2 separate regions of the Triticum aestivum genome follow, and region 1 is linked to region 2. Evidence: chromatin contacts called from public Hi-C data. All regions are on one chromosome and are shown on one strand. Each heading gives the region's core, a stretch centred on a gene start, on an enhancer-like site or on the middle of the called end of the contact. The rest is flanking DNA. Distances are from core to core; before and after follow the strand shown. Region 1 holds the start of LOC123046214 (serine/threonine-protein kinase D6PKL1). Region 2 holds the start of LOC123046213 (protein WHAT'S THIS FACTOR 9, mitochondrial).

Evidence for each region. A called contact is a pair of places that touch in the nucleus more often than the background predicts.
Region 1: a contact with region 2 is called in a Hi-C map of leaf, with 7 times the contacts expected there. The contact joins the promoter of LOC123046214 here to the promoter of LOC123046213 in region 2. A contact is called at or near these places in 1 of 5 Hi-C or Micro-C datasets (leaf) and 1 of 1 datasets of contacts at active chromatin or transcription factors (leaf).

The regions. Positions count from the first base shown.
Region 1 is chr2B:592,551,134-592,557,331 of IWGSC CS RefSeq v2.1, forward strand. It overlaps LOC123046214 (serine/threonine-protein kinase D6PKL1), which reads left to right and starts at 4,296. Exons shown (of 4, transcript XM_044469523.1): 1 at 4,296-4,581; 2 at 4,863-4,936; 3 at 5,021-6,198. The coding sequence starts at 5,168.
Region 2 is chr2B:592,335,769-592,341,460 of IWGSC CS RefSeq v2.1, forward strand. It overlaps LOC123046213 (protein WHAT'S THIS FACTOR 9, mitochondrial), which reads left to right and starts at 4,071. Exons shown (of 2, transcript XR_006422031.1): 1 at 4,071-5,533. It overlaps LOC123046212, which reads right to left and starts at 3,760. Exons shown (of 2, transcript XM_044469521.1): 1 at 3,204-3,760; 2 at 2,271-3,119. The coding sequence starts at 3,668. The coding sequence ends at 2,487.

The sequences.
Region 1 (6,198 bases), core at 3,046-5,545, 220 kb after region 2:
GCATCCACTTCCATAAATCCCGAGGGTGTTCCATATGAATCCACCATACCTACCTATATGCGGTATTTACCTGCCATTCCAAGTAAATTTGCATGTGCCAAACTCTAAACCTTCAAATGAAATTCTGTTTTGTATGCTCGAATCGCTCATGTAGCAACTAGGGTTGTCTATATCTTTCATGCTAGGTGGGTTATTCTCACGATGAGTGGACCCCGCTCATCATTCACGAGAAAATGGTTGGTAACCGGGATGCCCAGTCCCATGCTCAAATCAAATCAAAATAATTGCAAACAGAACTCCCCCAGGATTGTTGTTAGTTGGATGGTACCCATTGTTTCGGACCAGCCGTGGAATGTGCTTGTTGGTGGTGGGGGAGTATAAACTTTACCATTCTGTTTGGGAATCGCCTATAATGTATGTAGCATGGAAGATACCGAGATCTCTTGGTTGTTATGTTGACAATGAAAGCATGCCGCTCAAAATATTATTTATCTCTATTTCAAAACTCGAGCTCTGGCACCTCTGCAAATCCCTGCTTCCCTCTGCGAAGGGCCTGTCTATTTACTTTTATGCTGAGTCATCATCCTCTTACAAAACACCAGTTAGAGAGCACCACTGTATTTGTATGCGTTGTTATTAATTGATATTGAGTATGACTGTGACGGGATCTCTTTTGCCATGAATTACAATGTCTAGTCAGTCCTTGATCTTCAGGGGTGCTCTGCATTTATGTTTTGCGGTCTCAGAAAGGGCTAGTGAGATACCATCTTGTTATATCATATCATGATTGTTTTGAGAAAGTGTTGTCATCTAAGATTTATTATTACTCGCTAGTTGATTATGCCATTGGATGAGTAAATGTGAGATCTAAATGTTATGGTGAATGTGGTTAGTTCATAATCTTTGCTGAAAACTTGAATGCTGGATTTACATATTTGCAACAACAATATCAAACAGAGTTTGTAAAAGTTTTTCTTTATCACTTTTAGTTTGAGGACAAGCAATGGGTTAAGCTTGGGGGAGTTGATATGTCTCTAACGTATCTACTTTTCCAAACTCTTTTGCCCTTGTTTTGACTCTAATTTGCATGATTTGAATGGAACTAACCCGGACTGACGTTGTTTTCAGCAGAATTGCCATGGTGTTATTTTTATGCAGAAATAAAAGCTTTCGGAATGACCTGAAACTTCACGGAGATAACCTCTGGAATAAATAAAAAATATTGGCGAAAGAATCAACCGAAGGGGGTCCACACCCTAGCCATAAGGGTGGGGGGCGTGCCCTCTATCCTTGTGGCCCTCCTGGACCTCCACCGACCTTAACTCCAACTCCATATATTCGCGTTCGGGGAGAAAACAATAGGAGAGAAGGAGTCATCGCATTTTACGATACGGAGCCGCCGCCAAGCCATGTTCTTCCTCGGGAGGGCAGATCTGGAGTCCGTTCGGGGCTTCGGAGAGGGGAATTCATCGCCATCATCATCATCAACCATCCTCCATCACTAATTTCATGATGCTCACCGCCGTGCTATTAAAAGGAGGCCTTAATATGTCTTAGTTTGCAATAGGACCCCGCTGTCACGGGAGCGTAGGACAAAAGATGTCATGCAAGTTCTTTTCCATAAGCACGTATGACTATATTCAGGATACATGCCTACATTATATTGATGAATTGGAGCTAGTTCTGTGTCACCCTATGTTATAGCTATTGCATGATGAATGCCATCCGACATAATTATCCATCATTGATCAATTGCCTACGAGCTCGTTTCATATTGATCTTTGCTAAGTTACTTTTCCGTTGCCACTGTTAGGATTGCTACTGTTACTTTTGCCACTGTTGCTGTTACTTCCATACTACTTTGCTACTAAATACTTTGCTGCAGATATTAGGTCTTTCAGGTGTGGTTGAATTGACAACTCAGCTGCTAATACTTGAGAATATTCTTTGACTTTCCTTGTGTCGAATCAATAAATTTGGATTGAATACTCTACCCTCGAAAACTGTTGCGATCTCCTACACTTGTGGGTTATCAATGTCATTGTGAGAACCAACCATGCCGAAAAAGAGTGCCAAATTCAGATATCTTGTGAAGCCACAACTTCAAGTATGTCAGTGCAAGCCTTAAAATGCCCCTTATATTGCCCCCACCAAGCAAATTGACAATTCTTTCACTTCCAATGCATACAATTTATGGTACCAAGCGCTCCTAGAAAAGCCTCTCTCTCCATTGATCGCTAACAATCGGGCTGTATATGCAACATTTGGCTCTCTCAAGTACTTCGGGCCAAACGTTGCTGCCTTAGCCCGACAGAACTTGTACAATGATGCAAGGCATGTGGACTCACTCATGCAGACATACTCATCCATAAGATCACCGAGAATTTCGTATGCAAGCATCCGAATAGCTGCAGTGCATTTCTGATAAGAGGAGAAACCAACCTTTCCAAGGGCATCCTCCTTGCATCTAAAGTAATCATCATACACCACCACTCCCTCTCGAATACGATTGAACACATGTCCCGCCATCCAGAAGCAGCACCGGGAAAGTTTGGGATTGTAGAGTGGGGACGTGCACTGAAAGTAACCGACAAAGAGTGGGCAATGGCCTCTTTCTCTGTTGCGATTTAACACCGGAGCATGGCCCATGATCGATCCCCTAAACGTCGTACGCTGCTTAGCAATGTGGTCATTGACGAACATAGTTGCAACCACAAAATCCTCATTGTCCGGCAATGAATTGTTCGATGAACACATGAAGTTATTGAAAAAGAACTCGTCCCACTATCCAAGGTACCTTGCGGGCAAAACACCGAACACCTTTATGGGCGTGGTGGAGTAGCAGCAGTGGAGAGCCCCATGCCCTCCCTGTACATCCAGTGGGCCTGTCGAAGTGGAGGCAAGGGTGGTGCTGGCGACCGTGGAGGTGCTGCTAGACCATGCCTTCTCGTGCTACGACGGCGGCGAGAAGAGGCCACTAACACCGACAAGAGTGGGTCTTAGATGCGCTTAGAGGTGGGAGGGAATGGGTGGATATGGACTGTAGCCTATGCGGCGTCCAAGCGACCGAAGTGGACAACGGCGGTGAGGACGGCGTGGCCGGAAGAGGTCCTGTGTGGGGGGAGGGGAGGAGAGAATGGCCGATATGCCACCTACAGACGGTCCAGGGGAGAATAAGAGAGAGCGTCACGTGTGTACATGCCAACGCAAACCTAGTCTAAATTTGGGCCGGAAAATGTGTCGTGGGCGGACGAACCATCTGTTTGCTTCGCCGCGTTGGGCCACATTTTCAGTCCGTTTCAGCGCGTTGGCGTTGGGTGACACTATCTCTTAATTGTACATGTAAATTTCTCAAATGAAAAGAAATAAACTGTACACGTAAACGCAAACCAACCTGTGGTTGGATGGTTAGAGGCACAATGGTATCACAGCCCACCAGGGTTCAGTCTCTCAGAGATGCTTATAGAGGTAGGATGTGAGTGTGCGCGCTCATAGGAGTGAGAGTATGCACATATATATGAGCGCTTGAGTCTGTACTGATGTAAAAAGAAAAAACTGTACACGTAAACTTTTCGTCCCATGTAAAGTTCAGGGGAGACGGTAAAAAACCTACTACTCCATTAGCCGCCTTGCTCAAATTACTCTGACACCGACGAGCGTGATGAGCGGGTGAACACGTCCTCCAAAACGGCATCATTGAACGAGTCACGTATGCGTCTGTCCTCATTCCGGCCGCACTCTCCAAGTGATGGTGACAGGTGGTCCCGCTGTAGCGCAAAGAAGCTACACCATGGCCCCACAAGTCGGCCCAGGCATGCCCCAAAGCTCCGACCCGTATCAACGCAGCAATTACTTCGGCTCAGAAGAAGAAGAAAGCATTAATTCGGCTATCAAGAAGGAGATACTCCAGTACAGCAACAATAAAATTCCCTTTGCTTTTACCCAAAAGAAGGTACTACTAGTAACATTAGACCCATTCTGATTGTACTTATTTTGTTATTCGTGGCACAGTTGAGAAGCTGCTTCCTGTCTCACAGATGAGAAAACATCAGTGTAGTTTTTTTCTTTTTGGCAGCAGAACATCAGTGTGGGGTTGGATGGGTAACGACTAACGAGGATGAAAGGGACGGGCCAGAGCGAGCAAAGCTGTGTGGTTAGGGAAAGCGGATAAAGCGCGAGAGTGATTAGCCGCGGGAAAACGGTGCTTAGCAGCAGCCCACGCGCAACCTTTTCGCCGCTTTCCGCTTTATTTTTTCCTTCTCAAAACAGAACGGGAACAAATCCAGCCCCCACCACTCCCACGCCTTTCGCTTTCCCCCCTCCGTCGCGCTCCGCCTCTCCTCATCAGTCCTCACAAGCGCAGAGAGAGAGAGAGAGAGAGAGAGAGAGGTGCAGGGCGAGGCTGGGTGCGGAGTTACTCTGGCTGGGACTGGCGCTAGCAGCAGCAGCGGCGGCACTGGTGCGCGGTGGTGGGACGAGGGAGCGGGGAGGAGCCGGCCAAGAGCGCGGCGCGTCGTCCCCCGAGGCTGAGGCGTCCGTCATCTCTGGACTCTGGGGATCTCCGCTTTTCCCCGGTTCGAGGTGATTGATTATTTTCCTTCGATTTGTTTACTTGTTTGGTTCGGTTGGGGAACCGGCGACTGCCGCGCTTCGTTGCTCTTCGCCGGCGGCGAAGATCTGAATGCGGCGCGGGGTGGGTGCATTCTGAGAGTCGATATGCTGGCGGGATTCTGCTGCGGTTTTGGTGGGTGCCTTGGGGTTTGGGGAGCACCAGGCGTGATTTGGTGGGTCGTTGTTTTCTCATTCTTGCGGAAGTATGCGTCCTCTAATCCGGTGGGTTGGTTTGTGATTCTGTTCTGCAGGGTGGAGGATTGGACCTGTTCCTACTCCCCGGGGGCTGCTTTCGCTGGGTTTTCGACAATTTGCCCTGGAGCAGGTTTGATTCTTCGAACCCGTGTTGTGCTGGAGAGGAACTTTGTTCTCCTCGTCTCCTTAATCAATCTGTGTGTGAATGTTGCAGGTGAAGTGCTGTCTGTGCTGAAATCTGCCATCCCGGTGCAGGAATCCTGTCGTCCTTGTGTCTTGTTGAGGAGAGAATCGCTTGGGATTTGCCTTGTCTTGGTCGGCTCTTGCTTGGTGTTTGTGCCCTTGTTATGCTAAGGTCTGAATGGAGATAGTAGATAAGATTGCGGAGCCTGAAGACCCTCTGGTGGTCACTGCTCGGAAGGTGCAGAGCCTGGAGCCGCCACTGCCGATACCGATAAAGGCGTCATGGAAAGGGAAGACCTCCCAGCAGCAGGATGAGAAGGATCTGCCAGATGATGGCGAGGAGAGCTTCCAGAGCGTGGATTCCTCGGATGAGGGTGGCCGGAGTTCTTTCTCTGGGGCCAGTCACCCCCTGGAGCCAATTGATATGGATCTTATGAAGACGGTCTATGTCGCAATTGACGAGGAGAAGCCTGAGCCGCCGGTGTGTCTGGTGCGAGGACTATCAGGGAAAGGGCCGTTCATAGATGACCTCTCGCTCTGTGTCACAGGCCTGAAGCCAAATGCAGTGGTCTGTGCAGGCAGTGGTGAAGGCTTGGCTGAAGAGAGGAAGGTATCTGGTGCTGCAGTGGCTTCGTTGGCCACGGCGCGCTCGTCACAGGCAACGGAAACTGTGTCCTTGCCTCCGGATTCGGAGGAGAAGGACTGTGTCTGGGATGCATCGCTCCCTCCCAGCGGCAATGTCAGCCCTCACAGCAGCATTGACAGCATGGGGGTGGTCACTGCCATGAGCATCGCGAGCAACCGCAGTAACACATATAAAAGTGAAGCCATAGCTGGCGGAACCATGCTTACTGTAGAGAGGAACTTTGGAAGTGTAAAGAGTAGTGTGCGAGGTGACTCTTTAGAAAGTGCAAAAACAAGCATGAGCCGAGCAAGTGACAGCAGTGGTGTTAGCGATGATAGCAGCTGGAGCCATATCACTGGAGGTACCAGCAAGCCTCATAAGGGGAATGATCCTAGAGGAAAGGCGATTCATGCTGTGCGAATTCGCGATGGCGTGCTTGGGATGAGCCACTTTAGACTGCTCAAGCGTCTAGGCTGTGGTGACATTGGCAGTGTATACCTCTCAGAGTTGAGTGGGACTAGGTGCTACTTTGCAATGAAGGTAATGGACAAGGCATCCTTAGCCAGCAGGAAGAAGTTGAATAG
Region 2 (5,692 bases), core at 2,821-5,320:
ATTGATTCTTGACAGATGGTGCTCTGTAGCGCGGTGGTTGTGCTAACGAAGTTTGACTCGTGAGAACGCGTGTTCGATTCGTGGTGACGGTGTTTCACTTTTTGCAAATTAAGATACATAGTAATGGGCCGGCCCAGTGCGGGACGCTGCAGCGCTAAATAGGATATGCCATGATTAGCGCACCCTGAATCGTGTTGGCGCTCGCATGCGCTCTCAGCGGGCCGTGGCCCACTAATTAGCATGCGAAAGAAGTTATTATTGTTCTTTGTCTCAAAAAAAGTTATTATTGTTCTGTTTTAGCGGTGACATGGAGATAAAGAGATTTGTGCCACCGCAGATTTGATTACTTGAATTTAATGAGTTTATGTTATTGCGTCATGCCTTTTTTGTTGGTTTATTTCTTTGTGGACTAGAATATTTGCCTGACACTTATAATGCACATATTGCGATTCAATGGCCCACACTTCTAGGGAATCATCTGGCTAAAGTATGTTCATCGCTCAAGTCTTCTCATCTTTTGGATGAACGACCCAGGGGTCTTTTAGAAAAGCATTATTAGTAATAAAGTTCGTAGGGGGCCTTGGACCTGCCGACTAAAACAATTTCAGCTCTAGTCAAGATTTGTCGTGGCTTCTTGTGGTGCGGGATGAAGGAGGCACACAGAGGGAATTGCTCTGTGGCCTGGGAGTCTGTATGTAGGCCTAAATGGGCTGGTGGCCTCGAGATCCCCAACCTGCTGTGGCTCAACAAGTCACTTCAAGCCAGATGGTCGTGGTTGCAGAAATATGACAAGGGCAGACCTGGAGCGAGTTTCAAATTAGGGTACCCAGCGAATCCTTCGCACTGGTGCAGGCGGCAGTGAGCACATCAGTGGGCGACGGGACATCCACCCTCTTCTGGGAAGACAAGTGGTTACAGAGCAATCGGACGTGCGAATTAGCCCCTCTAATATATGCCAGGTTCCCGCCTAGAATCAGATAGGATCGAAGACGGTTGCAAGCGCACTTGAAAACCACAACTGGGCGGGTGACATTGGCCCGGACCTCTCGTCGGATGCTTTGCTTCAATTCTTTCAGATTTGGTTGCGAGTGGCGATGATTCAGACGACAACTGGTGTGCAAGATGTGGTTATGTGGAGCTGGGAGAAAAATGGACAGTTCTCAGCGCGATCGGCATATGCGGCCCGGTTGGGGCTCGAGGTGTCACCGACGGCGACATTCACCTGGGGATCCCGAGCGCCCCTCCGGTGCCGTTTCTTCGCTTGGCTCGCATTCCAAAACAGATGCTGGACATCAGACCGGCTTGCTCGTCGAGGACTGACTCATCAGGATTCTTGCCCGCTTTGTCGTCAAGCAGAGAAGTCCATTCAACACCTGGTTCTGGATTGTGTATTTGCAAGACAAATTTGGCACTGTATGGGAAGGATCACGGACAGGACGGCATACGAGCCGCTCGTGGACGAGGAGCTAGGTTCGTGGTGCACCAGGCAGGACTTGGTCTTACGAAACCGTAAAGAAACAAGAGCAATATGCCTTCTGGTTATGTGGATGCTGTGGAACAGTGGCGTAGCTAGGGGGTGGCCAGGGTGGTCCATGGACCACCCTGAAATTTCCCCATAGCTTGTATGTAGTGTAGTAAAAAGATATTTCTTTAAAAATAAACAAACTTATGTAAATATTTTTATTGATGGACCACCCTGACTTATTGGGCTGGCTACGCCACTGCTGTGGAAGCACATGAATGATGTGGTGTTCAATGGTATGTTGCCGTCAATCCCAAGTCTCAAGCAGCGGATTAGGGAAGAAGGGGTGGCTTGAACCAAGGCGGGACTGCTCGGCAAGCTTGCAGGAGGAAGCGGTAGATAGGTGGACTGCACGAGAGTAGTAGTCCTAGTCTCTTGTCGGTAGTGTCCGAAAATCCGGCATGTAAATATCCTCTTTACATATGACTTTTGGGAGTCTTTCCTTTCTTCTTCAATGAATGATACGCATGCTTATGCGTATTCGAGAAAAAAGAAAGAGTGACCATATCGTCGCTTGGTCTAATTGTTGCATTTTAGTGAAGTCTTAAGAGTATTTCGTTTTGAGAGATTGATACCACGAAGAAAATGTCTTCAAGAAATATTATCGCAAATCTTAATTATATGAGTTACTATATATTTTCTTATATTCTTTATCCAATGCGATGTACCTGTAATGGTGGGTTAAACTACGGGGTTCTCTGAAAAAACATTGATTTGGTAGAATATCACATTTTTAGTTGGAATTCCATAAGAATGAATTCATACATGCATTGCTATAGTTTCATATTTCATATGCAATATGTCGATTCCATTATTTACGTTGTTCTAGTATATTAACACTGTAGCCCTCCCCAAATTACTTGTCACAGAAATGGATTCATCCATTTCATTTCTGAGGGAGTACTATTTTAATTTTTAACCACTACGTGGACGTATATCATGTGACGTGGCGTGTCCAGCTTAATCACTTCCTGCTCGGAACAGTCGCACTGATCAAGAGCTCGGCGCCGGCCCCTGCCTGCATCACGACGACAATGCCCTCCTCGGCACCCGGCGAGACGATGCTGCACGAGACGTGCACGGGCTTGTACCCATCCAGCATGGCCTCCTCGAGACCGGCTTCTTGCCAGCACGCGTCCCGAAGCAGGTGACCCGGAGGCGGCGGCGTCGTCGTCGTCTCCCCGTCACACCCCGCGCAGGAGCGCAGGACGTTCAGCCCTCCCAGGCCATCGCCGGCGAGAACCGTGAACCGCGTCGGCTTCTCAACCCCCAGCTTCTCGCTGGCCTGCGCGACGCACGCCTCGGCTAGTGCGCGGCGGCCTGGCGCATCGCCGACGACCCTGAAAAGCACGGTGGTCGCGGCGTCGCCGGCCACGGAGACGAGGGGGGTGGACCTGAGACGCCTCGTGGCGGCGCCTGGGTTCCGGAAGTAGCGCGTGTACTTTATCATCTGGTTGGGAACGAGCTTGTTCTGCGCCCGTAGCTGCGCGTGCGTCCGCGCCCACGACTTGAGGAAGTTGATGAAAGACAGCGGGTCGGTGTGGAGCAGGCTGCAGCACGCGCCGATGGCGTAGCCGCCGCCCTGGAACCGCGTCAACTGCGACGAGAAGCACGAAATTTGCGCGATTTTTAGCTCAGGGCGTACGAAAAATGCACGAAGGGGAAGTTCTTGCATGTATACCTGCATGACGAAAGGGGAACACTTCTCGGGGTCCTTGGCCTCCACGTCCGTCCAGAGCGCCAGCGCCGGCTCCTTACTCTCGCGGTCCTCCATCTCCAGGAACGCGGTCAAGGTCGTGTCCATCGACGCCATGAGCAGCCGCACGCCGGCGTCGCAGAGCTTTACGTCCCAATCCCACGGCCCTTCGCCGCCGCCAGCGTGCCGCCGCCACAGCCGCCCGGCCATCTTCGGGTGGTCGGCCAGCGCCTCGCTGAGAGACTCCTGCACCCACGCGGCCTGCTCCAGCTGCGCCATCGCCTCGCCCTCCAGCCGGTCGCGGTAGTAAAGCACCGCGCGGAACCGGTGCTGCAGCTCCGCGGCCGCGATGGGCAGCCCGGTCACGGCGATGGGCAGCGTCCGCCCGCGCTCCAGCGCGACGCGCGTCGGGACGGCGGTCTGCATGGACTCGACGTGGATATGCGCCATTCTGGTTCTGCGTCTGCGAGCGTCGCCCGTGCGCGCGCGGCTGACCCTGCCAAATATTACAGCCTTGCCGAGAAGTGGTGTATTGGAGAACACCTGGAACAGTGCCCAATTTATACGCGGTTCGTGCAATTTTACGTGCCATTGCCATCGACGCATCTTAGTAGTTCGAGTCGTTTGATTTTGGCTTAGCTACCCGTCGCGACAATTTTTTCATGGGCTGTTGAGGTCACGCGCATGCTGTGTTGCTGCTGTTGAAATCGAGCTAGTCTTTCAGACTTTCACGATAGTCCATTCAGTTCACAAACTCGCAAGTTTTTTTTGAGCTCACAAACTCACAAGTACTGGACCGTTGAAAAGCCCAACTATGTCGGACCAAACAAACAGGCCCAGTCCAGGCTAAACCAGGCCGAGTGGCAAGGTCATAGAACCTTTGCGGAATTTGTCTCTTCTTCCACCTCTGCCCACCTGGCCGCTCCCCCTTGTACGCATTTGCCCGAACACTCCACGCGCGCCGCCAGCCACCCTCGCCCACCGCCGTCTCCTCCACTCACCACACCAGCCACCTCCCCCGCCGCCGCCTCGCCATGCAGAAGGTGCGGCTCAAGTGGGTGAAGAACCGCGGGCTGGACCACATCATCGACCGGACCACCTCCATCCGCGCGTCCTGCCTCATGCTCGACTACCTCGCCCGCCAGCCGTCGTCCCCGGTGCCGGCCCGCGCCCTCGCGCGCTTCCAGAAGCCGCTCGGCCTCACCGTCCCCGTGCTCCGCTTCCTCCGCCGCCACCCGACCCTCTTCGCCGAGCAGCCGCACCCGCGCTTCCCCACCCTCCCCGCCTTCTCCCTCACCTCCGCCTCCGACATCCTCCTCGCGCGCCTCGCCCGCGCCTCCGCCGTCGACTCCCACCTCCGCCTCGCGCGCCTCCTCCTCCTCACCCGCTCCAGGTCGCTCCCGCTGGCCTCCATCCTCCCGCTCCGCTTCGACCTCGGCCTGCCCTACGACTTCGCCTCCTCCTTCCCCTCCTCCCACCCCGACCTCTTCGCCGTCTCCAACAACCACATCTCGCTCTCCACCTCCCGCCTCCCCGACGACATCGCCATATCCTCCCTCCAGCGCCGCCACGCCGAGGCCATCACCGGGGCGACCTACCGCGACCTGTCCCGTCCGCCGTCCTCGTCGCATGCCCCCCTCGCGTTCCCGATGCGGTTCCCGCGTGGGTACGGAGGGATGAAGAAGGTCAAGGCCTGGATGGACGATTTCCACCGGCTACCTTACATCTCGCCGTATGATGATGCCTCAGGGATCGACCCTGACAGCGACATCTACGAGAAGAGGAACATTGGTTTGCTGCATGAGTTGCTCGGGCTGATGGTGCACAAGATGGTCCGGAGGAATGCGATCCGTTTGCTCCGCGAGGAGCTTGGCCTGCCTCACAAGTTCACGAGGTTGTTTACAAGGTATCCTGGAGTGTTCTACCTGTCGTTGAAGTGCAAAACGACGACGCTCGTGCTTCGCGAGGGGTACGAGAGGGGGAAGCTTGTGGAGAAGCACCCCCTCGCGGCGGTGAGGGACAAGGTACAGTATGTGATGCGCACTGGCGTGTTGTACCGTGGGAAGGGCTTGTCCAAGCTGGTTTTAGACGAAGATGACGATGAAGAGGAGGGTACACTGGATGGAGATGAGGAGTTTCAAGGAGAGGGGATGGATGAGGATGCTGATGTTGAGTGCTTTGGAATGGAGATTGTGGATGATGACGGGCCTGGCAATGATGATTATGATGAACGCGATAGTTACGATTGACACTGGATGGTGATTTCTGCTTGCTGCATGTTGCTGTTTTGAGATGATGGGCGGTGACTTCATGAGGTGAGGGTTTCAGCAACAGGTTTCAACTTAGTACCTGTAAACTAGGGGTTCACACATGGCTTTCAGCAACTTGGTTTAACTTAGTTCCTGAAAATGAGTGGTTTCAGAAGGCAATGATAATACCATTGTGAATTGCTAGTTCCTACTAAAATTTTGAGG